Regions from separate parts of the Bos taurus genome. Here region 1 is linked to region 2. The links are chromatin contacts, called in public Hi-C maps. All regions are on one chromosome and are shown on one strand. The core of a region is the stretch at or near the end of the contact, and the rest is flanking DNA. Distances in the headings are between cores, read along the strand shown.

Evidence for each region. Hi-C and Micro-C count contacts between places; a contact is called where the count stands out from the background.
Region 1: a Hi-C map of liver shows a contact between it and region 2, with 2.9 times the contacts expected there. The contact joins the enhancer-like site here to the promoter of CROT in region 2. A contact is called at or near these places in 2 of 11 Hi-C or Micro-C datasets (liver and skeletal muscle).

Annotation. Positions count from the first base shown.
Region 1 is chr4:33,188,263-33,194,084 of ARS-UCD2.0, forward strand. No RefSeq gene overlaps it. Among named protein-coding and RNA genes, the nearest start is that of TMEM243, 36 kb to the right of the region's middle. Within about 2 kb of position 3,624, at least 1 of the 102 cell types and tissues checked has an H3K27ac peak or open chromatin away from gene starts, as enhancers often do. A contact at or near this core is called in liver, where this site is marked.
Region 2 is chr4:33,140,735-33,146,564 of ARS-UCD2.0, forward strand. CROT (carnitine O-octanoyltransferase) reads right to left here and starts at 3,458. Exons shown (of 18, transcript NM_177494.2): 1 at 3,234-3,458; 2 at 2,577-2,667.

The DNA.
Region 1 (5,822 bases), core at 2,374-4,873, 48 kb after region 2:
TCTACCTCATGATCTGCCTCTCAGCAATAAAAAGGAATGAATTGTAAATATATGCAACAATCTGGGGGGTGCTGATTGTGAAGAAGCCCGGCCCCCAAAGTTACGACTGTTTGTTTCCATCTTCATAACATTCCAGAAATGACAAAATGATGAAATCCAAAGAGAGTAGCGACTGTCACAAGTCAAGGAGGGGGTAGGAGTGAGAGGGGACCTGGATGTGGCTGTATAAAATGGTAACAGGAGGTGTCCTGTGGTGATAAAATTGTTCTGTACCTTGACTGTATCACTTTAATACCCTGGGTGTTACATTGTATGATAGTTTTTTATAAGATTTTACTATTAGGAAAAATGGAGGTAATTACACACAGGATCTCTCTGTTTTGTTTCTTACAACTGGGTGTTAATTACAGTATCTCAAAATTAAAAGTTTGATTTTCTAAATCTCATTTTAATTGGAGAGAAAGTCTCTGTGTCAGAATTCATGATTTCAGTCCCATGGATTAAAGTAATCCTAGGAAAATTCTGTAGTCTGTTAAGTGTATCATTCTATATTCCTTAAACTGAATTATTATGTGGATTCTCTCTACAAGTAAGCAGGGTTGATTCAAAGTCTTTTTCAGTTAGTGAGTCATTCCGTGATTTTTCTTGCCTAATATCTTGTGTTCAGTGTATCCCATACAACAAGTAGTGTTAGTCATGCAGTCGTATCTGACTCTTTGCAATCCAACAGACTGTAGGATCACCAGGCTTCTCTGTCCATGGGGTTCTCCAGACCAGAACACTGGGGTGGATTGCCATGCCCTTCTCCAGAGGATCTCCTCAACCCAGGGATTGAATCCAGGTCTCCTGCATGGCAGACAAATTCTTTACTGTTTGAGCTACAGGGAAGACCAATTGCAGCAAATACCAAAGTTCTTAGATGCAACAGGCCTGTCATCTTCCAAAACTACACAGTTCCTTTTCAGTCCAGAAGGTCCAGCTGGAGATGGGCTGTGCAACTGTGCCCAGGTCTGGAAGGATTCAGAAGGTTCTGCCCGTGCCAGTAACCGCTTGGATGAGAGCTGGGCAAGGATTCTTAGGAAAGCCCTGAGGCTTTCCAACAATGCTGAACCTTGATTAGCCTAAGAAATTCCTTAATTTTCTGTCGTCATATCATTATAAAGTTATTTCATCATGAAAAATTTCTCATTAAAAAGTATACAAGATCCTGTATTTTTTAAAATCAGTTCTTTTTCCCCCTGTAGAAATACAGAAACTTGTCAATACTTCCTTTGACATACCTGGAAAAGTTATAAGTTTCTTCTTTTTCTAGAATTTTAAATACTAACTGCAACTATTACAGTTACTCCATGTCATAAGTATATTTTAACTTGCCAAAATGAACCCAGGGGTTTTACAGCCCTATTGGGTACTGTTTAAAATTTAACCTTTCTGCCACTCCACTAAGGGTGGCTTTCTGTGAACACATTTTTATCATATAATTCTATAAAATTTTGTTCAAAAATCTTAGAAGTTTGCAGAATTAAGAAATGTGTCAGATCAGATCAGATCAGATCAGTCACTCAGTCGTGTCCGACTCTTTGCGACCCCATGAATCGCAGCATGCCAGGCCTCCCTGTCCATCACCAACTCCCGGAGTTCACTCAGACTCACGTCCATCGAGTCAGTGATGCCATCCAGCCATCTCATCCTCTGTTGTCCTCTTCTCCTCCTGCCCCCAATCCCTCCCAGCATCAGAGTCTTTTCCAATGAGTCAACTCTTCGCATGAGGTGGCCAAAGTACTGGAGTTTCAGCTTTAGCATCATTCCTTCCAAAGAAATCCCAGGGCTGATCTCCTTCACAATGGACTGCAGTCCATTGGACTTGCACAATGTACTTGCAGTCCAAGGGACTCTCAAGAGTCTTCTCCAACACCACAGTTCAAAAGCATCAATTCTTCGGCGCTCAGCCTTCTTCACAGTCCAACTCTCACATCCATACATGACCACAGGAAAAACCATAGCCTTGACTAGATGAACCTTTGTTGGCAAAGTAATGTCTCTGCTTTTCAACATGCTATCTAGGTTGGTCATAACTTTCCTTCCAAGGAGTAAGCGTCTTTTAATTTCATGACTGCAGTCACCATCTGCAGTGATTTTGGAGCCCCCAAAAATAAAGTCTGACACTGTTTCCACTGTTTCCACATCTATTTCCCATGAAGTGGTGGGACCAGATGCCATGATCTTCGTTTTCTGAATGTTGAGCTTTAAGCCAACTTTTTCACTCTCCACTTTCACTTTCATCAAGAGGCTTTTGAGTTCCTCTTCACTTTCTGCCATAAGGGTGGTGTCATCTGCATATCTGAGGTTATTGGTATTTCTCCCGGTAATCTTGATTCCAGTTTGTGTTTCTTCCAGTCCAGTGTTTCTCATGATGTACTCTGCATATAAGTTAAATAAACGGGGTGACAATATACAGCCTTGACAAGTCAGTACGGTACAAATACCACAGTCATCCACTGGAATCAGTGTTTGTAGGCTCCAGAATGAGAAGCACGTGAATGAAATGTCTCATTATGATGCAGTTGTTCTGTATTTTCTAGTTTGGAAAATAAGGCATTTAGAGGGAGTGTATAAGGCATTTGTTGGAAGACTCAAGAGCAGGTTGCTAACCCCAGCCTCCCACTCTACCCCTCCCCCAAACTCCTCCCCCTTGGCAACACCAGTCTGTTTTCTGTCTCTATGTATTCCTGTGCTTGTTATAGATTTACAGCAGCCAAGATATGGACACAAACTAAGTGTCCTTCAGTGGATGAAATGGATAAAGAAGAGGTGATACACGCTCACAGACACATAATTAAAAAAAGATGAAATCCTGCTGTTTGTGACATGACTGGGCCTGGAAGGTATTATGCTAAGTGACGCAAGTCAGAAGGAGAAGACAAATACCATTTAATTTCACTGATATTTGGAATCTAAAAACAAAACACAAATGAACAGATACAGAGAACAGCTTGGTGGTTGCCGAAGAGGAAAGGGGGTAGGAAGAGGTGAAGATGGGTGTAAAGGGCGAAGTGTATGTTGGACAGAAACTAAACTTTTGGTGGTGTATACCCGTTATTATATACATAAATTGAATTGTGTTGTACACACGAAATATTTTAAACCAATGTTGCCTCCATTAAAAAATGAGGAACAATTAAGCCTGTTTGCAACAACTACTGAAGCCCACTTGCTCTAGAGCCTGGGCTCCACAGCAAGAGAAGCCATGGCAACGAGAAGCCTGCACGCTGCACCTAGAGAGTAACCTTCACTTCCCACAACCAGGAAAAGCCTGTGCAAAAGCAACAAAGACGCAGCGTAGCCAAAATTAATAAATAAAAACCACAGGAAGGAGTAGCCCTTGCTCGCAGTCATGTCAGTACCTTCTTTGTGCTAAACATTTAGTTGCTATGAATGGGGTTGTCCAGTAAAATATTGGACACCCAGTTAAATTTGAGTTTCAGGTAACCAACAGTTTTTTTTTTTTTTTTTAATGTATTTCTCATACAATGTTTGGGACCAATTGTTACACAATCCCTGGAGGAGGGCATGTCACCCCATTCCAGTATTCTTGCCTGGGGAATCCCCATGGACAGAGAAGCCTGGCGGGTAACAGTCCATGGGGTCACAAAGAGTTGGACACGACTGAGCAACTAAACACAGCACACAGCACATACTACACAATTACCACATTCAACTGTGTCCTAGAGACTAAAATAATTTATTGCCTTTTTAAAATTCAGATTGAACTGTCTTCTGCCTTATTTGCTTATCTGGCAATCTCAGTCATGAACCCTGATGGAGGTTAGGTAAAGAATGCCAATTTCATGATTAACAAAACACAATGAAGCTCAGAGAGACAACGTCCCCAAAGTCGGTTCACTGAAAAAAATAATAGCAAGAGATGTGACCTGAGCCCAGATTAGGTTCATAACTTCCCCCTCTGTCTTGGCAGCCCTGGGCAATGACTTGAAAGTGAGAGGGAAGTGACAGAGCATAAAAGCTGCAGACTGGGGCTGCAACCAGCTGCCGCTTCTTGTAAGAACGAGGCCCCCACCGTGGAGGCACCCTCCTGCTGCTGCCCCACTGCCGCCAGCATAGGCACAAGCACACGTCTCCTCTTCATGGAACGTCCTGTCCCAGGCTCCACTCTTTGTTTGGGTCTTTGAACTTGCTGAGCCTTGCATGATATGGCGCTTGTCTTCCAGACATGTCACTGTGACTGTGTCCTCGCCAAGGTCTTACATACAGCCCCTCCTTCTACTGAGTCTCAACCCCTAGCACACCACTTCCATGCAAGTTACCTGACAAAGGTGGGAAAAGGAAGGAAAGTTATAGACTCTAAGACTAGCCTCTAGGTGGCTGCTTGGCTGCTAAGCCATACCCAGCATGGCTTGCTAGTATGAACACTAACATAAACAGTAGCTCCATTCTTTAATACTCCGTAGTATTAATACTAAATCAAACAGCAAATGCCTTGTGCCTGGCTGGGTCTTTTACATACATCATGTTTATAATCTCTCAACTTTCAACTCTCCCAGGCAAAAGATACTATATATTATCCCCATTGCACAGGCTCAGGGAAGTGAGTAACTTGCCGAAAGTCATTCATCAGAGCCAAAATTTCTGTCTAGCTTGATTTGCCCCCCAAATCCCATGGCACAAAGCTCTGTCTGCTGTCCCTGACTGTCAGGAAACTAAACCCAGAGTCAGGCAGTGGGGTAGGCAGTTTCTGCTTGAAGCTAAGCAGAACAGAGAGCTTTAACAGAGAACACTGAAGGTTAGGATTTAAATGAGTAGCTTGCTGCCTAAGCTTGTGCCCTTGCTTCAAAAGAGGTTACCTGAAGAGAGACAGCCCCTACCTTTCTCATTGCCTCCTTTCCTTTCTTTCTTTCCTAGTTGATCAGATGTGCCCTGTTCTGAAAGGTATATCTGTCCCCCAGTTTTCCAAGTGCCCACTCCCTGGGCTGGGCTCTGTGTCTCTTCTGGGATCTTATTATTTGGATTTTTACTCCATGATCAAAGCAATTACCATGTGTTTTTGAGCAAGTTCTGTACCTATTGTAACACTCTGGCAATTAAAACACAAGTTTTTAAACTTGGTTTCTTCTATCATCCCAAGGACTCCATGAAGACCTACCTAACTCCACACCCAGTCAGGAAATAAATTGCAAGCATTGTATTAAGAGTGCTGAAACAGGGTCATGAGAGTCACCCTCTTATCTGAGAAGTTTGAAACTTTAAATCATCAGAGAGCCATGGAGAGAGTCCTGTTTAAGATAATTACTGATAGGAGCATAAAACTTCCTCAGATTTGTAACAGTGTATTTTGAGGAAGGGCTGAGGGATAACTTTTCCAGTTTGTGGACATTTGTTGTTGTTTTTCATTTAAAAAGTTTCAGGGAATCCATGTTAGAGAATGCTGGTCTAGACCTTTTCTGGACACTCAGAGTGTGGTCGAAAAACCAGTAGCACTAATACCCCTCTGGGAGCTGTTAACTGGGAGCTGGGAGACTCTGAGTCAGAATGTACATTTTCACAAGATCCCCAGGTGGTTTGCAGGCAGTAGTCTAGACTGATAGATCATAAGTGCACCCCATCACAAGGGCGTGGGGTTTATTTCCTGACGGAGGGTGGGGAGTTGCAGTGATGGGAGAAGCCTAAGTGATCCTCAGGTGGGAGAGTCCACCCTGGGAGAAGTCCCTGGGCAGGCAAGGCTCACCGTGATCTTTCCCTTAAGCAGACGGTTATGTAATTTTAAAATATAGAAATATACTTCATATATATGTCATTTATATTTG
Region 2 (5,830 bases), core at 2,208-4,707:
ATCACAGTATATCTAGGACTTGGTTCTAGTCCTTAGGAATTCACAGATTTGCCTGAGAGAGAAAATCAATTAAAAAAAAAAAAACAGTCTCAAATTGCTAGAGATCAAGGAGTGATCCTCAAGATCACTATATTTTTTTGAGCCAAGTATTGCAGTAAGTGTGATAGAAAATGTATCATCTCCTTCATCTTCATTCTATGAAAAATGGCATTCACTGCCATTTACATAAGAAGTCAAATCTTAGAGATTTACTAAATTGCCTAAGATCAAACCAACAGCTCAAATACAGATCTGTTTGACCATAATCTTCCTCCCATACCTGATAGTGGGAGAGGGGACTTACAGTCAGTCTAAATGGGTACGTAGAATGCAGATGTATAGAAAAGGACAATGGACTGAGAGAAAGAAATTTCAAGAGGAAAATATGAAGGTATGGAAGAGTCATTAAATCATAAACTTACAAAATATTACAGAATGCATAAATCAACAGAATGCATAAGTCATACAACAAGCTGCTGTAACCTAATTGTGCAGTGAGGCCTACACAGAATGATCGAGTATCATAAAGCAATCTTGAACATTTTCCAGATGTATTAATTTTCAGAGAAATCAAAGTAACACAAAATGTGAATAGAAAAAGAAATTCCTCAAAGAAGCCTTTAAAATTATATATTAAAATGTGCTCAGTCACTTCAGTCGTGTCCGACTCTCTGCGACCCCACGGACTGTAACCTACCAGGCTCCTCCGTCCGTGGGATTTTCCAGGCAAGAGTACTGGAGTGGGGTGCCATTTCCTTCTCCAATATATTAAAATAGCAGCTGAGAAATCAAGGAACAGTAATATTAAGAATTTCCTGGCCTTTCAAATACTACTTGTTAAAACTAATAGCAAAGTCAAATAGTATATTCCACTCACAGAAAGTTACAGAATAAAACATTACTTAAAAAAAAAAACAAAACAATGGTGTGGCAGAGACTGCTCTAAGCCAATATAATTCTCACCCTTTCTTAACAGAATCCTGAGTCTCAGCTGGGTAGCAGGCCACACAGCTGTATCTCTCCTACTCTCCCTTGGAGCTCAGTATGGCTTTTAGATGTGTATGCTGCCTCCAGCTTATGCCCCTGTAAGGAACTACAGGTGTTCTCTGCTTTCTCTTCTCACTGCCAAGCAGGAAAGCCAACTGGACTAGCACTTTGGACCCATTTATAGGAGACAGGTATTGAGGCTGTTAGCACCTTCCTACTAGACCTGGACTCCTTCCTCTAGATGTATAAGAAAAACAAACAAAAAACCACCACCACCACCACCGAAAAAAAAAAAACCCTTTTACTTATGCCACTGTAGTTTGGCTTTCTTTGTTAAGGAAGAAGAGCTTAGCCTACACCACTAATATAAAGAGATAATCCAAAACTGAGATACAACAAATATCCCAATTCCTCAGCTTTTTCCTATCTAAATGACTAACTGCACTTCACTGTGACCATCCATAAACATGGCTTTAGGACTAAAAGAAATGCAGATCTGGGTCCAAATGCCAACTCATCATTTTCTACTCACATGCCCTGAGACAAATAACTTTATCTGAATTTCTTTATCTGTAGAGAGGATACTCAAATAATCATTGTTAGGGTTAATTTTTTCCTTAATACCTTTGAAACTGAATTATAAAAATAATCTAGTTTTGAGACAATCACATCATGTTAAGCAGGATTTCTGTAAGTGGCCCTCTTGATTCTGCCCCCTCTAATACCCAGAACCTGTGAATATGAGATTATCACTTCTTGGACTGTGATGGTGTTATTGCAAAATTGACCTTAAAGAAGAGGGATTATCCAGGTGGGCCTAATCTAATCCCTTGAGCTCTTAGGAGCAGAAAGCTTTCTCCAAGAGGTGGAAGGGTTGAAGGTGCTGTCTGGCTTTGAAAATGCACTTGCTCCCGTGGAACTGAGAGAGGCCCCAGGTGACAGCCAGTAAGGAAATGAGAACCTCGGTCCTGATGGGAAATTAATTCTGCATGGAAATTAATAACCGCATGGAAATTAATTCTACCAACAACCTCAATGAATCTGAAGATGGATTCTCCCTCAGAAAGGCCGGACCAACAAATTCATTTCAGCTTTGTGAGACACTAAGCAGTGAACCCAGCTAAACCTACCCAAACTTTGCATCTATAGAGATGCAGGTTAATAAATTGCTTAACTGTTAGGTTTGTGATAAATTGTTATGTAGCAATAGGAAACTAATACACCTGTGTAGAAAAACACGCTATTCTCTGTATACATCCGTGCCACTTAGACTCTAGGCATCTGAGACCACGACGATCAATTCCATACTCACTATGGTCTTAACTCAGCCAGAGGTACACAGTAAAAATGTGAATTATCAGATTCTTTCATGGAGGATTGTTTTGAACTCTCAATCACAAAGACTGAATAATACAATTCCAAAAGAACCTATAAATAAATGCTTTAGGAAAGTGATGATGCCAGACTTAATTACAGTGGGCCACCTGGGAGCAGTAAGATGGAAACTGAGTACAAAACAGAATCAGGAAAAAGTAAAAGGAACCACATACCGGTAAACCAAGACGAGTTGTTTAGGACTGCCAAGTGCTTGCTGTAACAATTCTGTTCAGGAACCACAGGGGTGTGAACTGAGCCGGTGAACTGTGGGCAGGACGAAAACAAGCTTAACAATTCCAGGAGTAAAAAATTACCAAAAACTAGTAAAAGAGGGTGGAAGACATACAACTGAAGGGTTGCTGCTGCTGCTGCTGCTGCTGCTAAGTCGCTTCAGTCGTGTCCGACTCTGTGAGACCACAGAGACGTCAGCCCACCAGGCTTCCCGTCCCTGGGATTCTCCAGGCAAGAACACTGGAGTGGGTTGCCATTTCCTTCTCCAATGCATGAAAGTGAAAAGTGAAAGTGAAGTCGCTCAGTCGTGTCCGACTCTTAGCGACCCCATGGACTGGAGCCTACCAGGCTCCTCCGTCCATGGGATTTTCTAGGCAAAAGTACTGGAGTGGGGTGCCATTGCCTTCTCCGAACTGAAGGCTTGGGAGGCGCCAAGTCTCATCCCTTCGGAATTCACAGCAAACACACACAAAAAGTCCATCTGCCAGAAAGCTAGATAAAAATTACTACACGGATTAACTAGGTGAATTACTAGGACAACCGCACTCCTTCCATTAGATAAGCCCAAGATTACCATGTACCTCCCGGTGCCCAGGTACCTGGTGCTGGCGATTTATCGCAGGGCTGCCAAGTTCAAAGCCTGGCACTAGAGACAGGAGGAGAGGGCGACGAGAGCTCGGAGACGCTCCCCACCAAAGCAAAGGTAGCTCCGCACACACTCTAAAAGCCACCAGGTGACAGCAATCTAACGAAGCACCACCACGGACCAGCCCAGCGGCCCAACTTCAGGAGTACTTCTCAGACCTGGGCCAGAGACAAGCACGAAGTTACCTCCGCCGAGTCCTGTCACCTCTGCCGCTCTACACCATTTAACCCTGTCCTTAACTTCTCCCCACCCCCAAAATGTTAGGGTAGAGAGGGAGGGAGCGCAAACTCTGCCAGCCAAGTAGTCCCCACCCCGCTCTGCGCTTCACCAACTCCGCTGCAGCCCCCAGCAGCACCCGCCTGCTTCCCTCACGCCCAGAGGCGCGAGAATTGGACGGAAAGCCGCGAGGGTCCCGCCCCGCGGTTAACGGGAAACGGGGATTTGTTGGGATGCCCTGAGGGTCCCGCCCCGTCCTTGAAGGGACGGAGGGCCGGCTGGGCCTGCGCTTTCTCGCGACTTGGCCACGCCCTTTTCGGGCTTTCCTGGTCCGCTGCCCGCCACTTACAGGCCTGGCGGGCAGGCCGTAAGGGCCACAGTCCGAACCCAGCCTGGCAGCGGTTTACTGCTTGCAGCTGTTGGACCACAGCGCCTCACTCGGGACGTGGCTGGAGCTGAGGGCCGGCTGCACTCCGCTCAGGTGCCTCTCTGGAACCGGTATAAAAACAAATGGCCCATTTTCACGCAAGCTGTGCAAGACTCGCTGCGCTGTTCCTCTTCGAACCCCAGCTCCTACTTAGCAGCCGCTCTTCCCAAAGTGAAGAATTCCTTGTCATTTTTGTAACTCCCAAGTAAGAATTTATACCAGTGCCTTAAGGAGGAATACTGTCGTTCCCTCCGTGTCCTACCAAGAGAACAGTAACCACATAAATCCCCACTTGGTCTCTCTTTTGCTTCATCCACTGGGGCTGAAATTTGCCCAGCTAGACATCCTGCAGCACTGGGCTATCGGAGCTTCCCTACCCTCCCACAGGTCTTCCTGCTGCCCAAGGCCCTTGAAGCGCGCAGGGACTCATACTGCAAGCTTCAGGCTGACCTGATACCTTCTACTGTCGCACCAAGAAATGAAGTTTTTAACCCGAGGGAATTAGGCAAGTGCTAGAGAAAGATCGTAATACAATTAACATAGTTTCACAAGCAAGTCTATTTTACATTTACTCCTGGAAATACACTGTTTCAGTTTTCATTTTAAATACATTTTCATTTTTGTGAAAGAAAAGGCCAATGGTTTACAGTGATTGTGAAATGGATATCAAATATAAATAACTGGATTTCAAATTAACATGTCCGTCCCAGGTCCCAATCTTTTCCTAACTCTGTAAAATCTGACCAGAAGGAAACTGAGGATACAAATGAGTATTTGTAAGTTCGCTACAAAAATAGGAATGAGTTTGGTTGCAGTGCATCTTCTGTGCTTTCTAGTGATGTTACATAATATGTGGCAGACACACTTTTCTGATAAATGTTCTGAATTCTGAAACCTATCAGGCCAAATAAGGTTTCAGATAAGGGATTATAAAGTTGTACTGATTTCTGAAGATGCGGGGGGAAAAAACTTCGCTCATAGTATTTAGATGCTATGTTCTGGATAATGTTACAATTGGCTTACAAGGATGTGGGGAAAGAAACTATCATAGTATTTAGATGCTATGTTCTGGATAATGTTAAAATTGGCTTGCAAGGTATTATTCTTAAACACAATTTTAAAAATAGTCAAAAAAACTTCAAAGTATTTTTTTCTCTTCCCTAGTGAATTTTGGTGCCTCTTACAGTTTTTGCATGTCTAATACCTGAGGGTGCCATAGAATTTAGGGTCACTTAGCTTCAATGCCTCCTAATCTTGTTAATTTAAGGGGAAACACAATATTTCTGTAAAGATTCCTAGATTTTTAGAAAGAAAAAACCCGTGGGATTGAATGCAAAGGAGTGAAACAGAGACTTGGGTATGCAGGGGAGAAAAGGTAATCTTTAAAAATATATGAATAAGCAAGTCTACCAATAATTCCCCAAAGCATATAGTTAAAAGTGACTTGTTTTTCTTCAAAATACACAATATGAGTTTTAATGGCAGGTTCTGAATTCTCTTCAGGTTAAATTTGAATTAGTTTACATCTCTTGCAGTGGGGTGGCTGATAGTGGCTCTTGAGCCATATGTTCAGGTACATGACATATATTGATAACAAGAAGTTGTCCCAAGGTTAAAAATTGATTGTGAGTCAAAATACTTTTGTGAAGAAAACCTTGTAATTACTACAAGTAGTGATAATAACATTTTTTATTTAACCTTATTTATTTTTGGCTGTGTTGGGTCTTCGTTGCTGCGTGGGTTTTTCTCTAGTTGCGGTGCACAGGCTTCTCATTGCTGTGGCTTCTCTTGTTGCAGAAAACAGGCTCTAGGGCACACAGGCTTCAGTAATTGTTGTTGCCATGCTCTGGAGCACAAGTTCAATATTGTAGCGCCTAGGCTTAGTCGCTGCAAGCAGGTGGGATCTT